Linked DNA regions of Macaca mulatta: region 1 is linked to region 2. A link is a contact called in public Hi-C data. All regions are on one chromosome and are shown on one strand. Each heading gives the region's core, a stretch centred on a gene start, on an enhancer-like site or on the middle of the called end of the contact. The rest is flanking DNA. Distances are from core to core; before and after follow the strand shown.

What was found. A called contact is a pair of places that touch in the nucleus more often than the background predicts.
Region 1: a Hi-C map of liver shows a contact between it and region 2, with 4 times the contacts expected there. The contact joins the promoter of COMMD3 here to the promoter of MIR1915HG in region 2. A contact is called at or near these places in 2 of 14 Hi-C or Micro-C datasets (fetal cortex germinal zone and liver).

Annotation. Positions count from the first base shown.
Region 1 is chr9:23,771,345-23,776,335 of T2T-MMU8v2.0, forward strand. COMMD3 (COMM domain containing 3) reads left to right here and starts at 1,815. Exons shown (of 8, transcript NM_001195447.1): 1 at 1,815-1,966; 2 at 3,307-3,418; 3 at 3,526-3,589; 4 at 3,683-3,717; 5 at 4,060-4,120; 6 at 4,211-4,267; 7 at 4,377-4,436. The coding sequence starts at 1,828.
Region 2 is chr9:22,962,514-22,968,059 of T2T-MMU8v2.0, forward strand. It overlaps MIR1915HG (MIR1915 host gene), which reads right to left and starts at 4,134. Exons shown (of 4, transcript XM_015146584.3): 1 at 3,624-4,134; 2 at 2,609-2,826; 3 at 2,522-2,606; 4 at 2,322-2,520. The coding sequence starts at 3,922. The coding sequence ends at 2,466.

The DNA.
Region 1 (4,991 bases), core at 565-3,064, 810 kb after region 2:
GAGTAACATGACAGCTATTATGGAAACAATACTTGTGAATTTCCTAACTTTTATGCCCACAAATTCACAACCACTTGTGTTTATTTTTCTCTTTTAAAATAATATTTTAAAATCTATCCCCATGATTAATACTGTTTTTTGACACTAAAATTGAGTATTAAGAGTTATCAACTCAAATCTATTAGTATTAATAATCAGTGTTACACTAGGTCATAAATACATGTGTAATAAACGTAATAAGCTTGGATGTTAATATTGTTGAACATTTACACAACTCTGTCCTATTTATTCTCTATGTAATCAGATATCATGAAGTTTTTCAACTGACATTTTATTACTGATGAGAAACAAATCAGGAAGAAGATGAGTGATGGGAAGAAAAGATGAACATGATTAATAGGTGTTTGTTTCATAAAGACTCTAGGGAGACTTTTAAATCCTTCACTGCTACTATATTCTCACCGAGTGAACAGCCACTGCACGTGCCTTTTAAAGCTTTCAAAGGAGGGCTGAGTAGAGTTACTCAATTTGTTACTGATGCTGTTACTCCATTTGCATCCTGTTGTGAAATGAGGTACTCTTTATGTATTGGTGCCAAGATAAATGGCGACTATATCCATCAAACATTTTTAAAATAGACATCTAAGTTAGAAAAATAAAAGAATATTTCACTTTGGGTCTAATGTAGCAAATAATCGCTCCTGAAGACTAAAACATCTTTGTTGTTCCGCATCCCTTCCCTCCACCCTTCAAGAACTTGTATTTTTTAACTTTTCAAGTTCTCTTGATTAAAAATGCCTAACTACTTTGCTTCACGGGTTTTTTAAAGAATCATTCTTGTTCTCTAAACCAACTTCGTAGAAACAGAGAGGAAGTTAAACTTTATACAGTATTCGAATCTTTAAAGGTATGAGCATCCTAAACAGTAATTCACTTCTAATAAAGATCTTGCCATTCCTAACTGTACTTTACTAAGGTAGCTGTTTAATAAAAACATATTTATGCAGATTCTATACAGCAACTAAAACTGGACCCACAGATGTAGTGAGTAGAGTAGCACAAAATGTGTATGGCAGTTGGCATTTATTTGCAGCGGCATATAAAATTGTTAATAATCCTGTCAAATCTGTTCATAATCCGATTGCTGGAGTGCAGTGCATACAGGAACTCTATGTATGTGTGCATGTGTACACACCCCCCATGCACGAAGGACTCTACTGCCGTATTCCAGAAATGACAAAGAAAAAGTAAAAATAAGCAAGAATCACATAATTAGATGTCTTACAGTCTCATAAAAGGGCAGTGCTGCGAGGTTAAGCTGGTGAGCTAAAAAACAAACAAAACAAACAAAAACCCACAAAAACAAACAAAATCCAGTTGCCTGAGATCGGAGCTCCCCGCAGGATTCGCGCAGAGCGAGGAGCGGGGAGGGCGCAGTTTGCGGGAGGCGGGGGCCGGGATCCCGACACCGTCCGCCGTCTCCCCGGGATCTCTCAGGGAACCGAGCTGGTGACCGTCCGAGGTAAGCGCTAAGCCAAGGAGAAAGCGCCCGGCGCGTCCACAAAGCGCCCGAGGCCGCCCTTCTCGCCAAGGCTCGGCAGATCCCGCGGCCTGCGCTGGACAAGGAAAGGCTGGACCGAAACGGTGGGAGGCGGCAGGCGGCTGCTGGGGGCGCGGGACTTGCGCGCGGACGCGGAGGCGGGCGGGGACGCCCCGCAGCCCGCGCCGCCGCCAGCCGCCCCGAGCCGCGTGCGCGCGCGGCCGCATCAGCTGAGCGCGCGGCGCGTGTCACGTGGTGTGCGTGTCGAAGGTCACGGCGCGCTCACAATGGAGCTCTCCGAGTCTGTGCAGAAAGGCTTCCAGATGCTGGCGGATCCCGGCTCCTTCGACTCCAACGCCTTCACGCTTCTCCTCCGGGCGGCTTTCCAGAGCCTGCTGGACGCCCAGGCGGACGAGGCCGTGTTAGGTAAGCCGCTCGGCTCGGCTCGGAGCTGGATCCGCCGGGGTGGAGGGGCGCTCGAAGAAGAGGAGCCGGCGGAGCGAGAAGGGGAAAGCCCCGGGAAGAGGAAGTCTCCGGGCTTTGCCCTTCGCTCCGGACGGAGTGTTGGGGACGTGGCTCTGCTAGGACTCGGAGCAGACCCTGAGCATTGTTTTGGCCCCGCTTGGCACCTGCATAGAGCCAGCTCCACGTTCCTGGCCCGGTTTCCCTCCCAGTCTCTTTGTTCTTTTGTAAAGCCCGTGTTCAAATCTTGTTTGTGGCCTAAACATCTAAGGTGTTTAGCCTTGTCTGAGGCTGCGGCTGTTTTGACAGTTGGACTTCATCTGGGGAGCTCCCTGCAATTCAAGCTTCCAGGGCTAGGCTAGCAAAGGTTTAAAAGGGTCTGTTTCCGAAGTAATTACTAGGTCAGATAGTGTCGACATTTGCCAACTTAGAGCATACCTCAAGTTGCTGTGATCACTCCAGCGCTCTAGTTCAGCATGTTTTACTCAGGTTCTACACCTAGAACCTTAAACTATGATGCACAATACTTTGTTCCGCCCCAGTTACCAGGATGCGAGTGTCTTTTAAGCGATCTGGTCAGTGACTGCGGAGGTGCAGTGTCAGTCTGGATTGAAGACATATTTTAAGACAGATCGCTTTTAGATGATTTTCTTAAATATAAATATCCCAACAATTCAAATTTTTGTTTTTTTTCTGTAGTTTCATGAACTAAACACTTGTACAAAAAGTATGAAAGTGGAAGTTCTTTAAACGAAAATAGTAACCACCACCTGGGTTAATCTCAAAAAAAAAAAAAAAAAGGATAACTGTCAAACCCTGAAAGTACTACTATAATTTTGAAATTTGTATTTTATATTCTGAACTCATGCCTTACCTTCTACCCCCTTGATGTGTTGTTCATGGAGCCAGTTACCCTAAGCTCGTCATTTTTAGGACGGAAGTTTATTCTAAAATTGACACCATGTAAAATATTTATCTTGTTTTTCCTTTGAATTTACCCCAGTGTTAGAATGACCATTGCATTGTAATATTTTCTTTGGGGGCTATAATATTTTTAATAGTAAAAATATTAAGGCAAAGTAAGTTAATTGAAACCAGTAATAGTAGAGTTCTTGATGTGTTTTTATTGTTTTTCACTTGACCTTGTTGCTCATCTCATTTACTTATAATTATGACTGTCCTTATAGTTGAATTTTTTTTATCTTGTTAAAGGGTTTTTAAACCCAAATTAAAATATTCTTTTTAGGAACATGACTATAAAGAATTTATTATCATAGGCATCACTGGAAGTTAATTTATTTTAGATCATCCAGACTTGAAACATATCGACCCAGTGGTTTTAAAACATTGTCATGCAGCAGCTGCAACTTACATACTAGAGGCAGGAAAGCACCGAGCTGACAAGTCAACTCTAAGGTACAGGATTTATTTAAATATCCATTTATTTTCAAATGCTACCTTTATGATTTCAATTTCAGTTTTAAAAATGGAGACAGAACTTTGGCTTTTTTCTTTTCTTCTAGCACTTATCTAGAAGACTGTAAATTTGACAGAGAGCGAATAGAACTGTTTTGCACGGAATATCAGGTTACTTTAAAATTTTTAATTAACAGTGACTATTTTTCTTTTACTCTATTTGTAAAGATCTGTTTTTTTTCTCTCTTTCTTTTTCCTCTCCAGAATAATAAGAATTCCCTAGAAATCCTACTGGGAAGGTAGGTACTGTGTAAGGTGTCAAGCTGAGGCACTTTTCACTTGCAGGTATGAATGGAGAGTGTTGGTGTGAAACAAGATCTTCGGGATCTTGACCCAAAGAAAAAGAGCCAAAGGGCACGTCAAACAATTGAAGTTAAGCTAATGTTTTTAAAGATAAAGTTTATTGAGATGATTTTCAAATGCTTTTTTACCATTCAGAATTTAAAAGTAAAGTTTAACAATGGTTTAAATTGAGAATGGATTAAAATGGAGTTGGGGGTGGAAAGTAGACCCATTCTTAGTAAATAACTGAAAAGTTCTTCTGTAGAGACTATGTACAAAATTATCATTGCATCTTTCAGCATAGGTAGATCTCTCCCTCATATAACGGATGTTTCTTGGCGCTTGGAATATCAGATAAAGGTAAAGTTTAACCAACTTCTCTAGGGCGGATCAGGGAACTTCTTAAAACACAGAGTTAAAGGCTGTTACGTGTTTGTTGTGTTATTTTAGACCAATCAACTTCATAAGATGCACAGACCTGCATATTTGGTGACCTTAAGTATACAGGTATTTATAGATAAGTCTTACCCAATAATGAAATGTGTAATGAAATTTATAATTTCATTGATTTAAATAAACAGCGTTTTTTGTTGCGTGTTTTTTTTCCCTGCCCTAGAACACTGATTCCCCATCCTACCCAGAGATTAGTTTTAGTTGCAGCATGGAACAATTACAGGTACAGTATTAGGATCTATAAATATGCCTGTCTTTTTATAAATGTTTACTTGAGAGTTATACTCTTGGACAGTTCAAAATAAAATTAACCATCTGTCAGCAGATAATGAAGATTGGTTAAGGATTTAATGGGAAAGGGGCATCAAAAGTAGTATTTTAACATAGGCTTCACTGTTGAAATTAAGATGTTATTAATAGAGAATTGGTCTGTATTTGCTGTTTTTGCTGGTTAAAATAAACTTCTGTAGTGTTAGTGTAAATTTCTTCATGATGAGTTTGGTCCAATAAGATAAAGCAAAATTAAGACATGGCTTTGAAAATGTCTTTGCTTTCAGAAATTGAATTAAACTGTCAAAATTGGATTTTGAAACCGTGGTTTTAATGACTTTTTATAAAGGGGGAAGTATACATAACATTCTAAAACTGTTTTTATTGCCCATTTAAGACTGGGGAAATTCAAAACTACATTGATTAGTGGATATGGCAACGAATTTATTTCATAGCTCTTAAAAAATGAAGATCATTACTGGAAATTTAAGTGAAATTGAATTTTTCA
Region 2 (5,546 bases), core at 2,884-5,383:
GGATCTGGGTGAGACAGAACCTTTTTAAAACTGTGCTCAACTCAGTGAATGCTTTAAAAATGAATTAATGCGGTGGCTCAAGCCTGTAATCCCAGCACTTTGGGAGGCCGAGACGGGCGGATCACTAGGTCAGGAGTTCGAGACCATCCTGGCTAACACGGTGAAACCCCGTCTCTACTAAAAAATACAAAAAACTAGCCGGGCGAGGTGGCGGGCGCCTGTAGTCCCGGCTACTCGGGAGGCTGAGGCAGGAGAATGGCGTAAAAACCCGGGAGGCAGAGCTTGCAGTGAGCTGAGATCCGGCCACTGCACTCCAGCCTGGGCGACACAGCGAGACTCCGTCTCAAAAAAAAAAAAGTGAATTAATGAATAGTATCCCCAAATGCAAAAACATGCTCCAAGACTGACTGCCTCTCTACATTTTGATTCTGAAAGAAAGTGCTTGGGTTTTTAAAGAACAAAGAAGAAAAGCCTTCATTTTTCCTTCCTTCCCTTCCTCTCCACAATTTAACCAAGCATTTTTTTCTAGGTTCTTTTCTTTAACATAAAAACAATAAAGCTCTTCTGTCTTTCTTCTCTCTTCCTCTTTCTATCTCCAGGACCACAAATTGGACTAAAAATAATTGTCCACATGGAATCCTTAATACATCAACATAGGAAGGAGACACTCACTATCCCAAGACTCAGCCCACCTGGCCTAGATTTAAAGTATGCATTACAGGCTGATTAAGTCTGGCGCATGGTTTATCTGGTGAGCGTTCCCCACCCCACTTCTTGCGGCTTTGCTTGCTCATCTAGGGGTTCCTGGAAGGCCCCCAGCACCCCCTAGCAGGGCGCGAGGTAAGTGGAGAGTCTGCCCGGGTGCTGGGTGATGTGCCCGGCAACTTCTGCTTTTTCTCCTGGGGGAAACTGTGACGTTAGAAAGGTATCTGCAAGTGTTTCTTCTGGTTGGCCTGGAGGTTTCCCGAGCGCCTGGACTGGCGACCCAAACCCCTACACTTCCTGCCCGGTGCTTGGAAGAAACCCAGATCAGCAGACAAATCAACGCGCACCACACACTGCGCCCCAACATCGAGCGCCAACATGTGCCTTTCAGGCCAAACGAGAAAGCACGGACCCCTTGCAAGGAGCATATGACCTCGGCGTGACCCGTGGAGAGGCGGGACCCCAGTGGAGAGCGAAGCACGGAGAAGCCTGGGAAGGAGGTGGTGAGAGGGGCACAGTCCAGGCTGCCCCATGCGCGCTGGGGTTGTCGCCGCGCGTCCTGCGCGCCCCAGTGCCCCTAGAATCTCCAAGAGAGCAAAAGTGAGCGCGGATCAGTTTCTCTCTTTCCCAGAAAGCGAGCTTTTTATTGAGGGGAAACTTAGCTGGGAAAAGTCCGCTCCTAAGTTTGTTTTGGTTTTTCGTCTATTTGCTTCCCAATTTAAAAGGGGCCGTCTGGGCGACAGGCTTGCGGTTTTCACAGTGTAAAACGGATTAGAGGAAAAGCTCCAGCCCCTCTCGACTTTCGCTTGCGGTTTGCAACCCCTGGAGAGGGTCTGACCCCGCGCGGCACTTGCCCAGGCGAGCTTCCCTCGCGGCGGCCAGACCCACTCGCGGACTCGGTTTCCCCGAGGTAGGACCCACTAGGTGGGCCATTGGGCCCCAGGCCTGGCAGGGCGGAGCCTAGGCCGAGCGCCCCGGGGTTGGAGGTTCCCACGGTGCTGGGAAACTGCGCGCCCCAGGTCCGCAGGCAGCCTCCCTTCCCCCGCGCCCTCGCACCTGCCCTCTGCTCAGCCGCTCCCGGTCCTGGGTGTGCGGGAGTCCCGGGGGTCCCTCTCCTGGAAGCAGAGGAGGAATTTGGTGCAAAAGGAAGGGAATTTACTGCGGATGGCACCGGAACCTGGATTGGCTTGTGCGTTTCCTGCTCTGGGCACGTAGGTTTCCCCTAGAAATCTGGAGTTCGCTGAGGACACTTATTTCCAAGAGATTGTGGGTTCACATACACATACCATTTACATACACATACCATAAGTTCACATACACATACCATTAACTTAATACCATTCAGTTAAAAATAAAGAAAAAAGAAAAACTGCACTTCGATCTTCTCCACTTTCCCTGGTGTCACCAAATAAATAAAGCATGCGGACGAGAGTGGGCTGCTGCTGGGGGCTCGAGAGGTGCGCGAGACGAGGTTACCCTGCGGGTCCGCCGCTGCCCCCGGCCTCTAGCACCGCACCTGCCCATGAGTTTGCGAGATAGGAGCGCCGAAGGAGAACCCCGGACCGCCCAGTCTCACCCTAAAAACTTGTATCCAAGAGTCCTACGGTTGTGGAAGTGCCAATCCTCCGCGACCCCTTCCTGCTGGCCTTCTGCTTTTTATAAACGAAAATAAAAGTTTGATTTAGGCTTAAAGAAATGCCATTCTGGTCGTTCCTCCCTGAAGCGAGACTTACGCATCCTTATATACTCGCAGGGAATTTTCAATCTCGCCTGTCGAAATCGCTATCTGGGCATCCGCGGACGAAGTCCTGCAGGTGGTAGGGTCAAGGGATCAAGCAGATAGCAGCAGGGATTAGCACACTCCGGCCGTTCCAGACGGTCAGGCCCACTGCTCGAGGGAAACATGCAGCGATGGAGCCAGGGCTGCGGGCTGCGGACCACGAGAGCCGCGCACGCGGGCTGGGAACCCGGTGGTGCCACCTTAAGAGTAGGGTCGGCGCAGCGGCTGTGGAGACGCCCGGTACCTGCAGGGGGCGCTGCTGTCCCGTGGTTTCTCCCGCGCCGCCGCGTTCAGCGGGCCTGGCAGCTCCGGGGCCCCGGTCCCCGGAGGGGGTGGGGACTCTGGGGGAGGAAGGGATCGAAGTGCAGCCGTTAGGTAAGGAACCCGAGCCCTCCCGGATTTAGAAGCGGCCTCAGTGAGGCGTTTGCAGGAGGGAGCTTTCCATCATTCGGCCGCGAGAGGAAACGTGGGGAGACGCCCTCCCCTACCCCCACTGCCTGCCTTCCTGCCTCCCTCCACCTCCGCTCCCCGACCCCGATCGTGCTTCCCAGACCCTTTGTTCTCGAGGTTGGGAACGGCTGGGTGGGGGTTCCCCGGGGAAGAGGTCCCCCGCGCCACTCGGAGGGGAAGGGACTGCCGCCTGCCCCGCACCCCGGCCCTCCCCGGTGCCGTCCCCCTCTCCCCTGGCCCCTTCCATCGCGTGCTTCCGTTCTCACTCGGACTCCCCCAGCTCCCGAGCTCCGGCTCCCCAGCCTGCACTGTCTGCAAGCCCGCCTGCCTTCCCACCTCCCCGCCACCTCCGAGGTCCCCGGGAAGAGGGGAGGACAGGGAGACGTGTGGGGGAGGAGAAACCATAGAGCCTTCTCGGCGCGGAGCATTCCCAGGGACCCTTCCAGGCCCAACCCCTGGGACCGGCTGCAGAGGCAGGGCTTTCCTGGCGCCGCCGCAGGTCGCAAGGGCCGCCCCCGCCGCGTCGCCCTGGGGCCCACGGGTGCACTGCCCGGGCAACGAGGCAAGGCGCGCCCTCTCAGCGCCAGGACCCAAGACCCCCAGCTGGAGAGAAGGGGACACCGTGGTCCGCGCCCTGGGGAAGCTAATTGCACACGAACGCCCCCCTCTTCCCCGCCCCCCACCGTACCCTCTGCAGCGCCACCCGCGTCGCCTCTCCGCCGTGCGCCACCCTGAGGGCTCCCGCGATTGTATCTTCTTGAGCACAGTTACCAATGCGTTCAGCTTCGTTTCATACTCGGATGGAGGCGTCGCGGAGGGAAGCGAGGGGACAGGGATGCGGGAGTAAGGGAAAGGTGGGGCGGGAAACAGAGCAGAGAGGTGGGAGATGTGGCTGAGGCAATGGCACCGGGCAGCGCCGCCCGGAGTCCCGAGTCCAGGTCCACGAGGCAGGCCCCGGTGCAGCCGCCCCCCGGCCGAACCCTGCATGTCCTCTGTACTGTAGACGCGAGTCCGCGGAGCGCCACTCACACCCCCGTACCCCTGCAAGCTCCCACGGTAGAGGGAGCTCGGCACCAGCCGGGTCACAAAGTAGGTGCCCCCACCACCCACCCCCAGGTGAAGAGGACGCAGCCCGGCGCCGTCAGCTCCAGGCTGCCTGGAGCCCCCTCCGGCCTCTCGGCGTGACCCTGGTCCTCACTGGGCTCGTCGCGAGCTGCGCTAGCTGTTCTTTCAGCAGCGGGTTCCCCAGGACACACCCCGGCCCCACCCCCCGAGAGCTGGCGGCCAGCTCAGGATGCCAGGCGGCCAGGCGGGCGCCCTGCCAAATTCCGCGTTCCTCTCCAGGATACGGGGAGTTGCGTCCCAGGCTCGGGAAAGCCCGCAGTTCGGGCTTGGGACTCGCTTGCAAAGCCCCCTAAGGCGCCAGGGACGCCTCTGCAGGTTGAATTCCTGCTCCGTATCACTTCAATTTTAATTAATCTTTTAAAACACCGCTGTCACGTCGCTTGCAGAAAATTAATCAAACTTGAATCCTTGTTGCATAGCAAGAATTTCGATCCGAGTCTTTTAAAAAGGACTTGACTTTGCAAAGTCACGTCTTTTACAGTTCCCTCATTCCCCCTTTAGCAAGGGAAATATTGCAAAAGTCAAGACATGTTTGTTTGGTTCTTTCTATCTTCAAAATGAAACTTTGCTTATTTCTGATCTTTATTTTCCTGTCTTTGAACAAACAAACAAAAAAACCTAGATAAATTGCCTACGTCGGTTAATTCAAAATATAATTACTTTGAATGATCTTTGTTTAAGAGCCCAGATAAACTAAGATAATCTTAATTTTAATGTGACACGACCCCTATTTTTCCTTGCAAATCATGAGAATAAAGCAGTCATTAATTAATACCAAGATATCTCCATAGAAGATGGTATCCGGTCTCTCTGAGACACTGAAACATCAGTTGTATTAGTAATTGATACTGTATAATTGAACATGAAGATAACCGTCTATTTTTAACCTCCAAGCTTAGAGTTTATTTGGAGATTACTGAGCTCCTAATAATTAATTTTTGTTCCTTCTTACTGCATAAATAATTCTTCTGACTGCCAGTTCCCATGCAATGCAGAGGCTTCTCATTAAAACCTACCCCTCAAAATATAAGATTGTGAAGCTATATTGTGCAGCAACTCCTTCTACTCCATTATTTGTAACATATTTGTTCTATTTCATATCTTCCTGGTACATTTCCTTTGCTGTGATTTTCCTACTAAATATGTGAGAATATAATTATAACATCTTTTACCACAGCTTTGTCTTTCTGTGATCTCTTGGTTCAGTTTAATACACAATAGTTAAGACTTCAATTTTTCAAGTTTCTAAAATTTGAGGATAGTTCCATTGAAGAATCAAAAATACTTGTATAGTGAATTTGCCATGATTATATTCCCAACCTAACACACAGTCCACTTTAACTCACACTTTTCTGTTGTTAAAAATAGACTTTGCTCAAACACATTCCCTTTTTCCAACTTGAGTTGAAGATAGTTCTTACAATTTCCTGGGTTAAATGTACACACTAACACAACCTTTGACATTAAAAAACAAATTCCCCTCCCA